Regions from separate parts of the Mus musculus genome. Here regions 2 and 3 are each linked to region 1. The links are chromatin contacts, called in public HiChIP or PLAC-seq and promoter capture Hi-C maps. All regions are on one chromosome and are shown on one strand. The core of a region is the stretch at or near the end of the contact, and the rest is flanking DNA. Distances in the headings are between cores, read along the strand shown. Region 1 overlaps Akap13 (A kinase (PRKA) anchor protein 13). Region 2 overlaps Akap13 (A kinase (PRKA) anchor protein 13). Region 3 has its middle 22 kb from the start of Gm46017.

Region 1 (2,744 bases), core at 99-2,598:
CACAGACTCAGACTCAGCCTCTGAAACGGTAAGCCCCAAATAAAATCTTTCTTCTCTAAGTTTGTCTTGGTCATGGTACTCTTACAGAACTGAAAAGTAACTAAGATACCTCCATATGCACATAAGTGGTACACATATATATATGCAGGCAAAACAAGCAAATATATAAAATAAAAGACAACTCTAAAAAAAGTACTAAGTACCTACCGTGTGGCCAAAACACTCAAGATTGGCAGAGTATCACTATCAAGCTCAAGATTAGTTTTTAGTCCCTGTGTCTTTTCAAATAAAATGAAAAATAAAGGGGTTACCATTGTTTAAAACTAAGGGTTGTGTAATATACATCTAGGAATAAAACTGGTCTCAGTGTAGAAGCACAGGTAAGACTCACTGTAAGCTTGCTCTAGACAGATTACGGCTGGAGGAGGAGGAATATTAATCTTATGTCTGCCTTAGTCTAAAGCTACAGTACAAAGACAGGATGGGAAATTATAGCAAATTTAATACAATAAAAACAGAAGTTGTAGTAGGGAAGTGCAATAGCAACAATTTTCAACTAGTTTCCATGGTGTTTTTGTTTCCACTCAATTTCCTGGTAACAAGAGGAACATAAGCAGAGCTATTTCTTTTTTAAAGGAAAAGTACTGAAATTTTACTCAATTTCTAAAAGAAGCTATCCTATAGGATTCAGAAAGAAACAAAATTCCCAGAAACTGTTGAGGGGAGAAAGTCCTAAGTTTAAGTGCATTTTAGGACCCTGCAGTGTCAATTTTGTTTACAATGAAAACAGAACATAAGTATGAGGTCTGAAGGATCTGTTACCCACCAAGTAATCTACAGGGAATAATGAAGGAAACAGTAGATTTGTGTGCCAAGTTCTCTTGCAGAAAGGTGTGGTCATCCTAACACACACCCAGCCTTGAAGCCTTTCTCTGACCATAAAATGATACCATCAACCTTACAGAAGTATTGAAAATATCAGCAGGCACCACACAAAGCACATGGCAAACAGGCACCAGGAACTGGTAGTTATACTCAAAACACTACTGTTGTTTAAGTATCACACAGAAAAATAGATCACTAAATCTTGACAAAGTGTTTCACAAGCCAGCAAGCCTGTAGGACAACTAACAACTTTATTAGCACTGCAGAACTGAAAAAATAAAAATAAAAATAAAAACAACAGGAGAAAAGACTTAAACAAAAAGCACCCAGAAGCACCCAGGTAAGAAGCAAGTTATCTAAGGTTAACAGTCTTCTTAAACTCAGTAAATCCTAGGCCCTGTGGGTCAAAAGTACGTGTGCCTGAGGTTGGGAGAGCCTCCCTGCAGGCTTCTTTCCCTGCAAGCATTTTATCACTGTCTAAAGCATCTGCACCCATGGAAACGCAAAACTGCTACAAATAAACAAAAGTACTGAACTATGACCCAAAAATTACTTCATTTCCTGTTAAGCTAAAAGTGGAACACATCCCACCCTGGGCCATCTCTTCTTCGGAGACTAAAACAATCCGGCCTTTGTTTTTATCATCGATCTAAAAAAGTACCCTAAAAGCGCTTACTGGACCAGCCCAGGCCAATCCCACACAGAAAGAGGAGACTCTATTAGTCAGCAATGGGATATAAACTAGATTTACTACTCAGTTTATCATAGACGTGTTTAAGAACCTGATGTGGTTTTCTTCCTCTGGAACAGTAAAAGTGAAATGCTCAGTTTGCAGACTGCTCTCCACCCCCTCCAGAGAGGATCAAATAAACAGACAAGACCACACTGCTAGATCCTGCAGACTAAGGGCGGGCAAACGAATTTGATGCATTTATAGAATGTCTCTACATGCAGGGGAATAACAGTGAGGGACAAAACACAAAAACAAAGAAAAATACAACAGCAAACTTAGAACCCCATCATGTGTACTGTGAAAAAGGGCAGGCTATTGAACTCTACAGCGTGATTTCTGTATTCTAGCCTAAACCTTGAAAGCAGTGCTTTCCAACCCTTTTTCCTATTTTCATTACTCCTAGAAACCATTTTTAGCTTTTCCCTATTCAACCTCTACCTAGTAGAATCTTGAGTCTCATTGATATGCCTTAGGTTTGTTTACGTGTGTGTATACTTTGTATGCGAAGAATAAGAACCCCCCCCCCCGCCCCACACACACCAAGATCCAATTTACACTGATTTATTATCTATCAGTCACGCTGTAACACCCTAGGATTACGGTGCAGTGCTCACGGGTACAAGATGTAGAAATGATATCTAACACAGCATCATCACTGCTAGCCACACAGGTGGGCACTTTTTCCTCTCTTCAACTACTTCCTGGTTTGCTTTTCCAGGGCAGCCCTTATATGAACTGCATTATTTGATTTTTTTTCCCAAATTTTTATTTTTTAAAATTTTTCCATTATTTGATTTTTTTAAAACAAACTCAATAGACAAACTCAAAGCTGTCAAGATATTATCTTATTGGCCTAGTCGGCCATCACTGGAAAGAGAGGAACGCCAGGGCCAAAAAGGGGGAGTGGGCGGGTAGGGGAGTGGGGGTGGGTGGGTATGGGGGACTTTTGGTATAGCATTGGAAATGTAAATGAGCTAAATACCTAATAAAAAATGGAAAGAAAAAAAAAGATATTATCTTATACTTGGATTACATAGACTATTATAAAGTGTTCAGTTTGAAATAGTAACTGATAACTTAAGGGAAATTATAAGAATTCTTGACTGTGCAAATTAAAAGCTCGTAG
Region 2 (2,744 bases), core at 102-2,601, 180 kb before region 1:
AAGCGGGTAGGGTGTGGGGACTGTCACTTGGATACCCTGGGAACTGGGATGGCAGAGGGGAGCTATGGGCAGTACTTGGCTCAGTTCCTCTAGGCTGGAGCATTCACCACTCCCAGGCTCTTCCCTGTCTGCATTTTCCACTTCTGACGCCTAACGAACACCACCGTAGGATGGCAGAACTGTTGGGACTGAGAGGCGGGTGCTGGACCAGTGGGATCTTAGGTCCACAGCTTGTTGCTATGCTCAGTTTTGTTGTTGCTGGACCATTGGGATCTTAGGTTCACAGCTTGTTGCTATGCTCAGTTTTGTTGTTGCTGTCAAGGAAATCATAAGACCAGGAATAGCAACCTGCCTGTCTCATGTGCAAGCTCTTTCTTCCCTGGTTGTGTAGTCCCTGTGGTTTCCTGATGCTCCTTCCCCACTGTGGGTTTAGGCCTCTGTCTGGCTGTGTGAAGCAGTCACTCCGGCTTTCTAGGCAGAGCCTCCCAGAAGGAAGGTCCCTAATAGAAAAGATACAACTGGCTACCCTTGCCATGGGCAGTCCCTTGGGATGGAGACCTTCAAACAGCAATGGCCACTTTCACACATCAGGTTTGTGCTATGGTGGAGGCCCTATGCACAATGATTTCCCTTCGGGACCAGCAGGAGGGTACCATCCTACAGAAGGGCCATCCAGGGTTCTTGGAGCCTTGTGCTTTGTGCCTCCCAACCCCACCCCCACCCCTTGGCCCCGATTTGACTCCCAGCCCTTTCTCTGGCTCAAAACCAGCTACAGTGGAGGTGAATGCCTCCACAGGAACCATTGTTCCTTCAGGCTGAGAGTCTGCAATCAGACCCACTGGGGTGAGACAGATGAGCCAAGCTGGATGCTCAGTGGGGGAGTAAGACAGCCAGGGGTAGAAGATGTTGAAAAGGGGTCAGTATTCCAGGGACTTGCAGGGGAATGGCTATTGCTAAGGTTACAAATGCCTCTGCTAAAAAATGTATGCACTTCCAAGTTCATGGGCAGACTGGGACCTTGGAGAGCCTGGCAGGCTGGTTGTTGGAATGAAGGCGGCAGTTAGGATCCCAGGGAGCTTTGCCCATGGCTTCTGTGCCACTAGATGGTATAATTCCTCAAAGTCCAGAGAACATTAGCTCATCTGCCTGGGGACAGCAGCCCAAGCAGTGCGTGTGGACCAGCCAGTCTGACCTGGTGTGTCTTTGCAGTGTTCCACGTGCATGGGACTTGGTTCCTGAGGTTGAGTTAACCAAGATGGAACATGTAGTCAGCAGAGCAGCTTGAACCTGACTGTGCTGACTTCATGGACGCTTGGTTTGGACTCTGACTTAGGGTGGATGGGTCAGTGACCCTGGAGGTTTGGGGCGGATCTCCTGGTTTTGCCTGCTGTGGGAGGCCACTCCTCCTTACACCCTACTCCCAACAGCACAGAAACAGATGGCTTGCCAGGGTAGGGAGGTGAATACTCCCTTACCACAAATACATCACGGCAGAGGTCAAGATCTCAAAGACATTTATTATTTTTGAAAGGTCTGAGGGGGACTTTACAAGAGTTTGAAGCCAGTAACTACAATGGATGATAAATAAAATACAAAGCCAGTATGTTGTGGCAAATTTCCAGAAAACACACTGAAAAATCTTTACAGTTCAAAACTGCTTAATTTTATACATAATTACAAATTACTATACAGCACTTGGGTTTAACCCGACTTTTTATTTAATAGGGCTTAGTACAGAAATGTTCATACAGCATTTGGAGACGACTTAACAAGAACAGAGGTATAGATAGGTGTATCCTGCCCACCTTCTGTAGAGCCCAGGCCTCAGGAAGAAACCTGAGACAAGCCAATCCCAGCAGGTGTCAACCAAGGCAGGGCAGCTGAGGCTAGCAGGGTTCTAAGGCATAGGTTCTGTGCTTGCTGCAGAGGCCCTCTGGGGTCTGAGGCAGTAGCGCCTGCCTGGTTTCTCCGCAGGGCACACTTGCAGTAGTGGGGCAAACCCACTTTACACCTTAGTTGAGATGGAGAAGTAACTCAGGACCTGTTGATCATTTGACAAAGTAAGTCTTGTGAGTGCAGGAAAAGGCTTCTGCCACCCCTCCCCGCTTATGGCAGCATTAGAATACTTTGCATTTCTCCACCTGGCCAGCAGGCAGCAAACTTAACTAGGAATGTTATGCTACAAGAAAGAAAACAAGGAGCTGGTCTCTGCAGGGGTGTGTGTGTGTGTGTGTGTGTGTGTCGCTGCTTCTCTTACAGGCACCCATACACAGGTATCCAGACAAGGACGCCCACACTCCGTGACTGTCTTCTGGGTACGTATCAAAGGCAACTTAAGAGCCTTGGCAAGAACAGTGGGTGAGGTGACAAGAGCCTCGGGGATAGGAGGAGACATTACAAACTTGCATGGAGAGGACTGTAGGCAAGCTCTGGCCTACGGGCCCAGGTTGTGTCCTTTACTAAGCCTGTGTGTACTGATGTTACCCTGAATGGTTCATCACATCTGTGCTTGCTGTTGCTATGAGGGAGGCTGGGAAGAACCAGTGTGGCAGTGGGCGGGGCTAGCAATGGGCGGCGCTAGCGTGACCCTCAGAAGACTCAGTTCGTACCTTTTGAAACAGAAAAAAAAAAAAAAAATCAATCGTGGTGAGGGCTTCTTCCCTGCAGGTGACTTCCGTGAGAGTGGGGAGGTGGGGGCATGCTGGCATGTCTTTATTTTAACCCTCTCCATCTTCTAAGAAAAC
Region 3 (2,744 bases), core at 93-2,592, 160 kb after region 1:
CCAATAGGCCAATGGAGTTAGATTGTGAAGGTCAACTCCCACAAATGGGATGAGAGGCAGGGATAAAAGACTTTCTTGGCCATGGTGCTCACTAGACCAATTTGGACCTTGAAACACTCTTTTCCCCCAAATAAATGACTTACCAAGCTCCTTTTGAATTGGTTTTGTGTTCCTTTGTGGGACACTGAGATTATTCTGTTTCTAAAATGGACTGGCATCCAAAAGTGTACATACACACACACTTTAGAAAACCCAGCCAAATAATACTAGTAATAATTATAATCTGCCCTTATGGTTTACAGGAGATAGAAACTAGAAAAAGGGAACAAATGGCTGTGATTGGCTGAGTCCAGTTGCCTGCCAAGGGTGGGGAGTGTCAATTTACAAACAGTACAAACATATGGGGTTCATTTGCCAGGAACAAATGAATGACTGCTAAGAAGAGAAAGCAACTATCCCCTGTATCTGTGATCCAAAAGGAATTCTTTTAATCTTGTTTTGGGAGCTGTCCATATAGTGTGCTCCATAGCCAAAGGATGCTTCAGACCAGATCTCTTCCTGGGACGTGGTCTGTGGAGAGTCCAAGGTCATTCAGTGCAGCCGGTGCTTTCTGGGTTCTCCTGTCACCAAGAAGGATGTGTGAGCAGCAGCATCTCTGAACCATGAGATTGGTCGGACATGTGGCTTTGGCCTGTGACCTCTTGCGCTTCCTCCTTGAGCTTCAGTGAACCACATCAGAGAAAGTGTCCAATATTTTCAGTGTCAGAAGCTCATAGATTTTAGAATCTTGATGCACTCAGACTAACCTGTATGGCACGAGACACTAGAACCCTCTAAAGACAGCACCCTAAACCACGAAGTGTGCATTTTATTTAATCTCCTATTTTCTACTCTGCTTCCGTATTAGTTCTGGGGTGAGGTTGTGATTCCATTACCTAAGACCTGTGGGCTGAAGAACAAGTCATGTGACTTCCTGGTCTTCAGCTTTCTCATTTGAATCTCAGGACTGTAAGCTGAATCAATAAATGGGGTGTGGTGTTGCACACTTGTAATTCCTGAAGTGAGGCAGGAAGGTCAGAAAACCAAGATCTTCAGCCATCTAGCCAGTTGAATCCAGCTTGGGCTTTACCAGGCAGGCTCTGTCTCAAAACACAAAACCAAAACAAAAACCATGAAGGGCCTAGAAACAGCCTGGTTACTGGGAAAGGGCTAGTAACTACCTGGTTACCACAAGGGATCAGTAAACTATGCTCTTTCCCTTTGTTGCTGTCATTCAGTCCACGTGCTCCCTTTTCAAAGCTATTATCAGACTTCCCTGGAGTCTGTGTTACGCAATTTACAGATAAGCCAGTCAAACAGAAAAGGAATGAAAGGGATGGGCCAGAAAACCATGGGACAGAGCCTCGGGACAGGCAGTGGAGTGGAAAACCTTGGGCTTTGGAATTCCACTGGCCTTGAGTCTCACTTCCATTAGTTCTCAGACAGAAAGCTTTGGGGCAATTCCTTCATATCCCAGACAGTCAATCTCAATAATGATAAAACCAGTTATTGTTGATGGTTGTTACTGTGAGGATAAATAAAACAGGGATGTCTACAAGGAACCTAGCACTCAGTAAGGCTTTCACTTTGTTTAGAAAAGTCAACATAGCTGCAAGGTCAGGGCTGTGTACAGCTTTAACCCCAGCACTCAGGAGGACGAAGAAGGCAGAGCTCTTGTGAGTTCAAGGCTAGCCTGGTTTACAGAGTAAGTTCCAGGACAACCCAAGATACATAATGAGACCCAGTTTCAAAACAAAACAAAACTAAGTCACTATAGCTGGGTATGGTGTTGTAAGCATAGAATCCCAGAGGCAGAAAGATCAGGAGTTTGAGGCCATCCTGGGCTACAAGGAATCTTGTCTTTAAAAAAAAAATGCTGGTATAGGGGATGATATCGTGTCTGTAACGTAAACACTTGGAGGGGCTGGAAGTGGAAGGATCGCTGTGAGTTCTAGGCTAGCATGGGCTGCAGGGAATCCTGGGCTTAGAGTAAGTGAGATCTTGCCTCAACAACAATAACAACAACTATCACCAGAACACAACCAAAAACGTCATTAATGTGTAGGAAAATGTGACCGTCAAGTAAGAATCCTCCATAAAAATGCAGAGAGAACTATTAATTTTTCTGAAGCTAAAGACATCTAGACCATTGCTCATTCATTTCCCTTTCTGCTTGATTATTTTTTCCTCTTATGTTGGTGGTGAGGCAGAGAAAATAAGTCAGCCAACAATGCACGCCTGACTACCTATTGGATACAAAGAGAATGCTATGCATTATGGGTGAGGTGTCAAATAAGTAAAAGAATCTTTGTCCCCAAGAAGCTGCTGACCTAATTAGAAGAAATAAAAATAGGCAAAAGGGGCCATTTAAAACATCCACAGAACAATAGCCTGTTCACCAAAGACAGCCAATGGATGTGAAGGAGTGACCACAGGTGGCTAAAGCAGGGAGAAGAGGCCCCAGCAGAAGCCCAGCCCTGGAATAAAAGCTCTCCTGTGTGGGATGGTGACCTCATTAACTCTCTGCACACCAGGAAGGCATTGTGCTCAGGTAATGAGATAACAAGAGCAGAGGCTGTTGGGCAATTGAATGAGGTCAATCTTACATCGGTATGTTACTACCTGTTGCGGGCCTTGGAAACGTAAACAAATGCTAGCCATCTACCCAAACTGGCTTGTTGGAAAAAAAAAAAAAAAGAGTTAAA

The links. Promoter capture Hi-C pulls out the DNA fragments that hold promoters and counts their contacts. HiChIP or PLAC-seq counts read pairs in DNA pulled down with a chosen protein or histone mark.
Region 2: a contact with region 1 is called in a promoter capture Hi-C map of liver, with 4 times the contacts expected there. The contact joins two enhancer-like sites. A contact is called at or near these places in 6 of 39 promoter capture datasets (the 3T3-L1 cell line, the HPC-7 cell line, HPC-7-derived erythroid cells and 3 more), 11 of 484 Hi-C or Micro-C datasets (3T3-L1-derived adipocytes, the G1E-ER4 cell line, the HPC-7 cell line and 5 more) and 4 of 115 datasets of contacts at active chromatin or transcription factors (the 230-238 cell line, acute myeloid leukemia, bone marrow-derived dendritic cells and 1 more).
Region 3: a BATF HiChIP or PLAC-seq map of CD8 T cells shows a contact between it and region 1, with 6 read pairs. The contact joins two enhancer-like sites. A contact is called at or near these places in 1 of 15 datasets of contacts at CTCF or cohesin (the NIH/3T3 cell line), 3 of 484 Hi-C or Micro-C datasets (the HPC-7 cell line, embryonic fibroblasts and nephron progenitors) and 6 of 115 datasets of contacts at active chromatin or transcription factors (the 230-238 cell line, CD8 T cells, the NIH/3T3 cell line and 3 more).

What each region holds. Positions count from the first base shown.
Region 1 is chr7:75,574,190-75,576,933 of GRCm38.p6, reverse strand. The region is part of intron 3 of Akap13 (A kinase (PRKA) anchor protein 13); the gene reads right to left. Among named protein-coding and RNA genes, the nearest start is that of Akap13, 120 kb to the right of the region's middle. Within about 2 kb of position 1,348, at least 221 of the 459 cell types and tissues checked have an H3K27ac peak or open chromatin away from gene starts, as enhancers often do. A contact at or near this core is called in CD8 T cells, liver, pancreatic cancer cells and 1 more, where this site is marked.
Region 2 is chr7:75,753,363-75,756,106 of GRCm38.p6, reverse strand. It overlaps Akap13 (A kinase (PRKA) anchor protein 13), which reads right to left. Exons shown (of 37, transcript NM_029332.1): 37 at 1,498-2,744. Among named protein-coding and RNA genes, the nearest start is that of AU020206, 27 kb to the left of the region's middle. Within about 2 kb of position 1,351, at least 37 of the 459 cell types and tissues checked have an H3K27ac peak or open chromatin away from gene starts, as enhancers often do. A contact at or near this core is called in liver, where this site is marked.
Region 3 is chr7:75,414,304-75,417,047 of GRCm38.p6, reverse strand. No RefSeq gene overlaps it. Among named protein-coding and RNA genes, the nearest start is that of Gm46017, 22 kb to the left of the region's middle. Within about 2 kb of position 1,342, at least 71 of the 459 cell types and tissues checked have an H3K27ac peak or open chromatin away from gene starts, as enhancers often do. A contact at or near this core is called in CD8 T cells, pancreatic cancer cells and trophoblast stem cells, where this site is marked.